Linked DNA regions of Mus musculus: regions 1 and 3 are each linked to region 2. The links are chromatin contacts, called in public HiChIP or PLAC-seq maps. All regions are on one chromosome and are shown on one strand. The core of a region is the stretch at or near the end of the contact, and the rest is flanking DNA. Distances in the headings are between cores, read along the strand shown.

The links. HiChIP or PLAC-seq counts read pairs in DNA pulled down with a chosen protein or histone mark.
Region 1: an H3K4me3 HiChIP or PLAC-seq map of the SCID.adh cell line shows a contact between it and region 2, with 19 read pairs. The contact joins the enhancer-like site here to the promoter of Ptpn11 in region 2. A contact is called at or near these places in 1 of 39 promoter capture datasets (hippocampal neurons), 1 of 15 datasets of contacts at CTCF or cohesin (CD8 T cells), 4 of 484 Hi-C or Micro-C datasets (CD4 T cells, CD8 T cells, the MNK3 cell line and 1 more), 6 of 115 datasets of contacts at active chromatin or transcription factors (CD8 T cells, the SCID.adh cell line, effector CD8 T cells and 2 more) and 3 of 9 other capture datasets (adipose tissue, liver and pancreatic islet).
Region 3: a contact with region 2 is called in an H3K27ac HiChIP or PLAC-seq map of embryonic stem cells, with 8 read pairs. The contact joins the enhancer-like site here to the promoter of Ptpn11 in region 2. A contact is called at or near these places in 2 of 15 datasets of contacts at CTCF or cohesin (CD8 T cells and the G1E-ER4 cell line), 12 of 484 Hi-C or Micro-C datasets (CD8 T cells, the G1E-ER4 cell line, bone marrow-derived macrophages and 5 more), 14 of 115 datasets of contacts at active chromatin or transcription factors (the 230-238 cell line, the HPC-7 cell line, the SCID.adh cell line and 8 more) and 4 of 9 other capture datasets (adipose tissue, liver, macrophages and 1 more).

What each region holds. Positions count from the first base shown.
Region 1 is chr5:121,105,678-121,108,601 of GRCm38.p6, reverse strand. No RefSeq gene overlaps it. Among named protein-coding and RNA genes, the nearest start is that of Ptpn11, 84 kb to the left of the region's middle. Within about 2 kb of position 1,486, at least 68 of the 459 cell types and tissues checked have an H3K27ac peak or open chromatin away from gene starts, as enhancers often do. A contact at or near this core is called in CD8 T cells, the MNK3 cell line, the SCID.adh cell line and 3 more, where this site is marked.
Region 2 is chr5:121,189,619-121,192,877 of GRCm38.p6, reverse strand. Ptpn11 (protein tyrosine phosphatase, non-receptor type 11) reads left to right here and starts at 1,481. Exons shown (of 16, transcript NM_001109992.1): 1 at 1,481-1,676. The coding sequence starts at 1,663.
Region 3 is chr5:121,269,756-121,272,624 of GRCm38.p6, reverse strand. All of the region lies in intron 7 of Hectd4 (HECT domain E3 ubiquitin protein ligase 4), which reads right to left. Among named protein-coding and RNA genes, the nearest start is that of Gm52784, 12 kb to the left of the region's middle. Within about 2 kb of position 1,319, at least 15 of the 459 cell types and tissues checked have an H3K27ac peak or open chromatin away from gene starts, as enhancers often do. A contact at or near this core is called in embryonic stem cells and rod photoreceptor, where this site is marked.

The sequences.
Region 1 (2,924 bases), core at 237-2,736, 84 kb after region 2:
GTTACAGGTAGGCACCGCTTTCCAAGCTAAATATTATGCCAGTGGTGTCTGGCTCTCAGTGATTTGGTTTTACCATGGTGTATGAAGCAGAAGAACATCCCATAGGAATCAGATTGGGAGTTTTGATTTGGGGATTTGTTCCTGAGCTAGCAATATGACTCAGGATCCTGTTTGTGGCACTGGTTGGTGGCGATGAGCTTTAGGTCCCAGGGGACCATTACATCATAAGGAGAAGCAATGGAGACTCAAGGAATGCTGTGTGGCAGAGCAGTAGAGCAGTGACAGTGGCCGGGCCAGGTGACACACTTGGGATGAATTTGACTTGTGACAATGCCTTGAGCTTCTAGGAGGATCCATGAGTCTTCCTCAATGTCTGTCCACCTTATTTTCTGAGACAAGGTCTCCCTCACTGATTGGCTGGCCAGTGAACTCCAGGGCCCTCCTGTCTCTGCCTGTGCAGTGATCAACACCCCTATAGCTCGGATCTGGCCTCAGATACTTTGATAGTGTACTGGCTAGTTTTGTGTCAACTCGACACAGCTGGAGTTATCACAGAGAAAGGAGCTTCAGTTGAGGAAATGCCTCCATGAGATCTAACTGTAAGGTATTTTCTCAATTAGTGATCAAGGGGGAAAGGCCCCTTGTGGGTGGGACCATCTCTGGGCTGGTGGTCTTGGTTCTATAAGACAGTAGGCTGAGCAAGCCAGGGGAAGCAAGCCAGTAAAGAACATCCCTCCATGGCCTCTGCATCAGCTCCTGCTTCCTGACCTGTGTGAGCTCCAGTCCTGACTTCCTTGGTGATGAGCAGCAGTATGGAAGTGTAAGCTGAATAAACCCTTTCCTCCCCAACTTGCTTCTTGGTCATGATGTTTGTGCAGGAATAGAAACCCTGACTAAGACAGATAGCAAGAAGGATTTTCTTCAGGATGCTTCAGTTTGTAATAAAACCTTCCTGTAATTCTTACAGGATTGTTTTGAAGACGAGAAGGCCATTGTAACTGAAAGCAGGAAGAAGGAGGGAGAAAAGGAGGGAGGGATGGAAGGGAAGGTGGGAGAGAGGGAAGGAGGGAGGGAGGGAGAGAGAGAGAGAGAGAGAGAGAGAGAGAGAGAGAGAGAGAGAGACAGACATTTGGTATCCACCAGAGAAGACTATTCTCAGACGTGGGTTCAAGTCAATAGCAAGTTGTTTGTTTGTTTGTTTTGTTCTTTTGAGACAGGGTTTCTCTCTATAGCCTTGGCTGCCCTAAAACTCCCTCTGTAGACCATATGAGGCTTAATAGCAAGTCTTTATTAGCTGGCCAGTGACTACACTGGGTGTTAGGGACTTCAGTGCAGTCCTGAACCTTTCTCAGGGTGAGCTTTTATTTTTAAGCACAAACCAAAACCACATCCTGGGTTAACAACACACCTCAGTAAGAACAGTTAGGCAGAAGTAGAACTACAGAGCCAAAGAGCAAGGTTAGCACATGTAGGGACTTTCCCAGAACCATCGATGCCGATGGAATAGGTCTTTGTTCTCCTTTTGACAGATGATACTGCCTATGTGCTGGGTCCCATGGTCTGAATGGTACTTCCCTGATGGCATCAGCCATGCTAAGGTCTGGGGACCTGTTACAAGGGACTCTGTGTGTGCGTGTGTGTGTGTGTGTGTGTGTGTGTGTGTGTGTGTGTGTGTGTGTTCATTTTGTGATTGTAGCTCTGGGCTTTGGGGAGGAGGCCTTCAGGCATGGTCAGATTCAGGTGTTTATTATTATGGCTTGGTTCTTTGTGCAGAAGGCAGGAGTAGTCCAGGAAGCTCACTTATCTGGATAAGACCGTTGGAGATTAAAAGCATGATGAAGTTTAAAAAGAGCAAGCGCTTGAGAGGATGATCAGATGTCCCTCAGAATGCATGAGTCCTGAGAGTTATCATTCTTTTAGCTTTCATCTGAAACACTATACTTTCTTGAGGGCTGCGTCTCTGTCCTCAGAGTTGTCAGACCCTTGCTGGAGAGGTTCCTAAACTGGCTCAAACTTGCTGGACCCTGCCTGGATCTGCAATCTGAGGCCTTGCAATTTGGGATTTCTTTAGAATGGGCCCCAGAACTTACACACAAAAGGACAACGACCCAGGTGCCCCCATCTGTGTCTGACTGTCATAAAATAGACACTCCAGTGGGTTTCTCAAGCTTCCTTCTCCCAGGAGTTCACTGGACTTTTAGATCTCTGAACTGAACTGCTATCCTCTAAGTTGAATTAGAAGGTGTGGCACCTGAAGTGGCTGAGGGATTCTCGCCAGAGACCCCCATCCCAGGGGGTCCCAACTGCAGAAAGAATCCCAGGGAGACTATGTATCAACAAGAGACTTGGATATATACGTAAGGATTGGAGTTTGCAGAAGAGAAGCACTTAGAGCAACGAGATAGACATATTCAAGTGAGTGTGTGGGCTTCTGAAGAGTCATAGCTATAGGTGCATGCAGGGGTTAGGAGGCCATTGAAACTGCTGTGCTCAAAGACTTTCCAAGGGGCGTCATCTGCCCCTTTATCTTCCTCACTCTCTTCTATAAATGAGATAATACAGAGGCTCCAGAGTCCATGGGTAGGATTTGCACTGGGGTAAGGTAAAGCTATAGGTCACAGGGTAGCAGGGTGGACTGAGATCTGGCTTTTTACCCATCAGGAAACTTCAGGGTTACAACTAGGAGAATAGAAAGGTTACATATATTGAGGCTTTAAGCATGGTTCATCACTACCTTAAAGATTACATTTAGGGGCTGGAGAGATGGCTCAGTGGTTAAAAGCACTGACTGCTCTTCCAGAGGTTCTGAGTTCAATTCCCAGCAAACACATGGTGGTCCATAACCATCTGCAATGGGACCTGATGCCCTCTTCTGGTGTTTCTGAAGACAGCTACCATGTACTCATACACATAAAATAAATAAA
Region 2 (3,259 bases), core at 232-2,731:
GACCAGGCTGGCCTCGAACTCAGAGATCCACTTGCTTCTGCCTCCCAAGTGCTGGGATTAAAGGCATGCACTACCACTGCCTGACTTTTGGGCAGCTAACTCTCTTATCTGCTGATCCATCTATGTAGCTTCTAGTTCATCAGTTTCATAACTTTACACTTCATTAAGATGGAGCTGTTCAAGAAAGCCACATTCATCTAACAAAGTCCCCCTCCCCAACCCCCGTAGCAGCGTACTGGTACTAACAATTTGGACATTTGGAAGGAGAAGTTATGAAGTGTTTCTTTGAAGTGAAAAGGTCAGATTTCTTAATTTAGAAAAAGGATCACTTGTTAGGATTGCTAATCCCGGTATGGGTGAAACTGCAAAAAACATTTGTGTTAATTTTAGTTCAAGTTGTAAAAGTATGGCCGTGGTACATAGGTTGTCTCTTTTCTCATAAACAAACAAAACAAAAAATATTCAACGGGAGAGGCTGGTGAGATGGCTCAGCAGTTAAGAATACTGAGTGCTTTTTCAGAGGTCTTAAGTTTTGTTTCCAGCACCCACATGACAGCTTACAACTGCCTGTAACTCCAGTTCCAGGAACTGTTGTTCTTTTCAGATCTTGGGCTCTAGGCACTCATGCAGTTACACACATACTTACATGCAAGGCAACCACTAATACACTAAACATTAAAAAATACAAAGTAATATATATATATATACATATATATTTCTAGCCGGGCGTGGTGGCGCATGCCTTTAATCCTAGCACTCGGGAGGCAGAGGCAGGCAGATTTCTGAGTTTGAGGCCAGCCTGGTCTACAGAGTGAGTTCCAGGACAGCCAGGGCTACACAGAGAAACCGTCTCATAAAACCAAAAAAAAAAAAAAAAAAAGTAATATATATTTCTTTTTGACAGGGTCTCCCTACTTAGATGTCCTGGAACTCACTATACAGACCAGGCTGGCCTCGATTTCACAGTGATCCACTTGCTATTGCCTACCTAGTGCTGGAATTAAAGGCGTACGCCACCTTGCCGGGCAAAAGGAGTAAATCATAAAACATTATGTGTATGGATATGTGCCCGTGAGTGCAGTGCCCGAGGAGCCACAAGAAGAGAACGGCGGATCCGGTAGAACCAAATTTACAGAAGGTTGTGGGCTGCCCCATACAGGTAGGTGTTGGGAATCGAACTCGTGTTCCCCCTCCCTTATTTGTTTGCTTCTTTTCCCGTGTGCAGCCGCCCTGGATGCATATTGTGTATTGTGTCCTCGCACCTATGTGCGACGTCCCCGTTTAGAAGAATCGTCCAGGCGTTCACGGGTGTAGCCGCACCGATTCAGAGGAGGAATCCCACACCAAACTCCCTAGCACTGCTCAGGGCCCCGCAAACCGGAAGCAGATAGTGGCCGTGGCGGCGGCGCGCGATGACGTCACGCAGGCGCCGGCGGCCAGGGGCGGGGGCGCGGGCGAGGGCGGAGCGAGCCGGGCGGCGGGGCGGCCGCGCAGTGTCCGGGATCCAGGCCTGGCAGGGGGTTGTGCGCGCGCGGCCGGCCGGCTCTGCCCGCACCCGTGTCGGCTCCGGAGCGGGGCCTCGCTCGGGCCCCCTCCATGTGACGGTACCCCGCGGAGCCTGAGCGAGCAGCGGGTCCGTGCGGAGCCGGAGACGGGAGGAACATGACATCGCGGAGGTGAGCCGCCCGCAGGGGCCGGGCCGCGGCCTGGGTCCCCGCTGCCTCTGGACTGCGCGGGCCGCCGGGGGTCACACCGGGGACTCCCCGTCGGCTTGGCTTCCCCGCCGCCCCGCCCGCGGGTCCCCATTCATTTCCTGCCGCCCCGAGTTCCTGCTCCCGCGGCCCGGGATGCCCGTGGGGACACCCGCGGCCCCGGCCGGCCGCCGCATTCCTGACCCATTGCCTCATGAGCGTCGCCTCCTGGGGATTCCGAAATAACCCCGCGCGCTCGGGGAGGCGCCCGGGCCACCGCGGGGCCTTCACACAGGACCCTTTCAGGTGCCCCCTTTTTGCGTCTTCGCCCTCGCCCCCAAGTGCCAGAAGTGGGAAAACTGAAGCTCTCTGCAGCGGCTGGGAGTGTTCCCTCCCCACTGTGATCTTTGCTTTGAAAGGTGGGAGGAAAGGGAACCGTATCTGGCCGTGGGATTGTCCCCTCTGTTTGACGAATGTGGAAACTGAGGCTCGGGAATAACGTGCTCGTCACAGGACAGGATTTGAAGCTTAGATTGGAGGCGAATGAGTGAGTTTCCACTTCAGGGTAACGAGACTCCATTAGTGACATTGACTTTGCTCTTACTAGAAGCCAGCTTAACGCGTACCGCAGTGGTACGAGGTGGGTGGTGGAATCCCTTTCCTAAACATGACCAAATTGAGTTTTCAGGATGAAGTACATTGTGGCATGTTACCTGGTAAGAGGTGCAAGTCTCTCACTGTGTTGCCCAGGTTAGCATCCAGTGTACATTTCCCCTTTATCTCAACCCCTTTAGCGCTGGGGTTACAGGCCGGATCACACTATAAGGACTTGTTTAGTTTTAAAATCAGCTTTAAGCCCGACGTGGTGGCGCACGCCTTTAATCCCAGCACTTGGGAGGCAGAGGCAGGCAGATTTCTGAGTTCGAGGCCAGCCTGGTCTACAAAGCGAGTTCCAGGACAGCCAGGGCTACATAGAGAAACCCTGTCTCGAAAAACAAAAACAAAAAACAAAACAAAACAAAACAAAAAAACCAACATTTTTATTGAGATAAGTTGCACCTGATTCGGCGGACAGTTTGATTAAACCTTGACTTATGCGTATACTTGAGACCATTACAGCAGTCAAGATAATGAACATATCCACGACTCCTGGTGAGGTTTCCCTCAGCTTGGTCTTACCAGTCCTCTGCTTTCCCTCCGACCACGGTTCTGTTGCTACCTTTCTTAGGATTTTAGATTAATGGCATTACACAAATATGAGCTGTTTTTTTTTTTTGTTTTTTGTTTTTTTTTTTTTTTTTGTTTGTTTGTTTTTTTTTGCGTTGGGGGCGGGGAGAGTCCTGATTTTTATTATTGAAAGTTTTTTTTAAAGATTTATTTATTTATTTATTTATTATATGTAAGTACACTGTAGCTGTCTTCAGACACTCCAGAAGAGGGAGTCAGATCTCATTATGGATGGTTGTGAGCCACCATGTGGTTGCTGGGATTTGAACTCCGGACTGTCGGAAGAGCAGTCGGGTGCTCCTACCCACTGAGCCATCTCATCAGCTCATTTTTTTTTTTTA
Region 3 (2,869 bases), core at 70-2,569, 80 kb before region 2:
CTCTTCGTCTCTCTTCTTAAACACAGAACAGTCTGCTTCAACTCACTGTCAAATGACTCAGATCTGGGCTGGTGAGGCAGCTCAGAAAGTAAAGGTCCTCGCTGCCACACCTGATGACACACGGTGGAAGGAAAGGACCCATGGCCACAAGTTGTCCCACGGCCTCCATACACACAACAGCATATGTGCATGTTCATGTGTGTGTTAGAATGCATTTATAAAACAATGATCTAAGAATGTTGCTCTATCTCAGGAGGCCTGTATAACCAATGCCCTGCAAACCTAGCCTCCTGGACATGGAGGGCCTCAGAAATCCATCCCAGCAGGGAGGTCAGCAAGCCTGGCCTGCTGCTACGGCCCTTGAGGAAATGAGGGTGCCAGGGACCAAGTCTTTAGAAGCCCAAAGAAAGCAAAGCCAGGGTCCAGAAGGAAAGGCTGATGGTATACAAATGGCAAGAGAAGGCACAACTGAGAAGTATAGTCCAAAAATCATGGCCCCAGGGCCATGGGATACATGCTGAGGAAAGTTGCTAACAGGGAGTGGAGCCAGCCCAGGAGAAAACAGTTTGTTGCAGTCAACAAAGATGAAAAAGGAGTGGAGATCTGAAGACCACTTTGACATCAGCCATGGAGATGCAGAGTTTGGAGTTTGCCCAGCTGGTTTCCTGCCTTGCTTTGGGGATTACAGTTAATTAAGTTGAATGAATCTCAGAAGAGACCTTGAACTTTGGACTTTTAACATTGTTGTGACTGCTATAGACTATGAGGACTGTGAAAGTTGGACTAAATGCATTTTGCATTATGCTATGTTTAAGTATGGCCCCCATAGACTCAAGTTTTTGAACAAGTCTATGGAGACCAGGGAGTAGAATGTGATGGTTTGTATATCCTTGGACAGGGAGTGGCATCTGAAGGTGTGGCCTTGTTGTAATAGGTGTGACCTGGTTGGAATGGGTATGTCACTGTGGGTGTGGATATAAGATTCTCACCCTAGTTGCCTGGAAGTCAGTCTTCCACTAGTAGCCTTTGGATGAAGACATAGAACTCTCAGCTCCTCCTGCGCCTTGCCTGCCTGGATACTGCCATGCTCCCACCTTGATGATAATGGACTGAACCTCTGAACCTGTAAGCCAGCCCCAATTAAATGTTGCTTTTTATAAGACTTGCCTTGGTCTAATAACACCCCCCCCCAAAATGCAACTCTGCTCCCACACCCTCTGCTTCTGACCCCTCCTAGGTTTACCTCTTAACTCTACCTCTCATGAGCAGAACTCTGGACAGCCCACTGCAGCCTAAAGACTGAGACACCGCTCCGCCTTGCCCTTGACTCCCTTGCAGGTGGCCTTGGCCGCCGCCCTCTGGAGCCCTGTTTTTGTCCATGGCATCCGCTTACTCGAGCTTGTGTCTGTGAGCACTTACTTTGCATTAGTAAGCAGAGCCCAGGACACTGCCCCCTCCTCTCCTGCCTCCTAGCTCCACACCTCTGCTCCCAGAAACCATTGCCTTTGGCATCCAAGACATCAGCTGGCACACTGTGCAGAGACCGTCTGGGGCTGGCCCATTCCCCTCCTCAGACCTCAGTCACCAACTCAGTCCCTGACTAGCAGCCAGCTCCCCGCCATCCCCAACTGAGCACACTACACTGTTTAGCCTCTGCGCATACTCACCTTTCTGAAACGACCGCACAGTAACTCATTCATGCCTGCCTGAGAGGAGCCTGCCTACAGCCTTGGTCACACAACACCCCAGCACTGAGAAGGCATTCCCCATAGGCCCTCCCTCAAACACCTCTGTGGTAACACCCCGTTTTCTCTACTACATCTGCCTTAAGCCATGTCCCCCAGTCTCAGTGTCTCACTCCTGCCTTGCATTTCTAAAGTCCCCCTTTGCCCCTAAAATTTAACACACCCCCTCCTTACTGCATTGTTCTACCCAACCCCCATGCTCTATTTATGCTACACAACTCTAAATATAACTCTGTAAAAGCATCCGAGACAAAAATCAATCCCCTTAAGCTGGTGTTCAAAAGCATTATCCATCTGGCCCTCAGAGGAATCAATAGCTAATGTAAAACTGTCTCTCAGTACATGCAGTGCTTTGCAAGCTGAGACGACAAAGCATCAGTGAGCAGCAAGGAAGAGCAGGGTTAGGGCACGAGGACTTAGTTGGCAGATCCTTAAGTGTGGGGGGCGACTGCACTGAGCCAAGCAGCCACCATCTTGTAGAGTTCAGCTGCACACCCTTGCAGAAAGGGTTATCCCTTGGTCTGTTAACTAATCCCTCACAGAGGAGTTGGGAAGGGCAGACACCCTCACTTGAGTATCTAGCCACTCCACCTGTTGTATGCATCTCTGCCTCAACTGCTCCTGGCCCTGAGGAAGGTCTACAGTGAGCAGACTCAGAGGAGACTAGGGGAAGGGTCTCCTGTATAGTCTGTAAGGAAGCCTATGCCCTCACTGGGTTCCTGGCATGGCTGGTTAGCAATTCTCAGCCAGGCAGCTCAGGGAGGTGAATGGCTGCTGACCTCAAAAAATGGCACAGCTGGGAGGAGCCTTAAGTGAGTTAGCAGTGACTTGGGGGCTTCCCCAGGCCAGGACACACTGCCACCTTGTAAATCTGTCACACACACCAACCAACAACCATTCTAAAACATGAATAAATCTCAAGCTGGAGAGATGCCTCAGTGGGTAAGAGCACTTGGTTCCCATCATCTAGGGTGGCTCACAACTGTCTTTAACTCTAGCTCCAAGGGATCTGGTGCCCCTGGCCTATGTGGGTGCTGAACCCCTCAGCTCAGCTGCTTCTGCCTGGCCGTCTCTCACAGTGTCTCAGCCTTTCTCCTCCTGGATGCCACACTGGCCTGCATGGG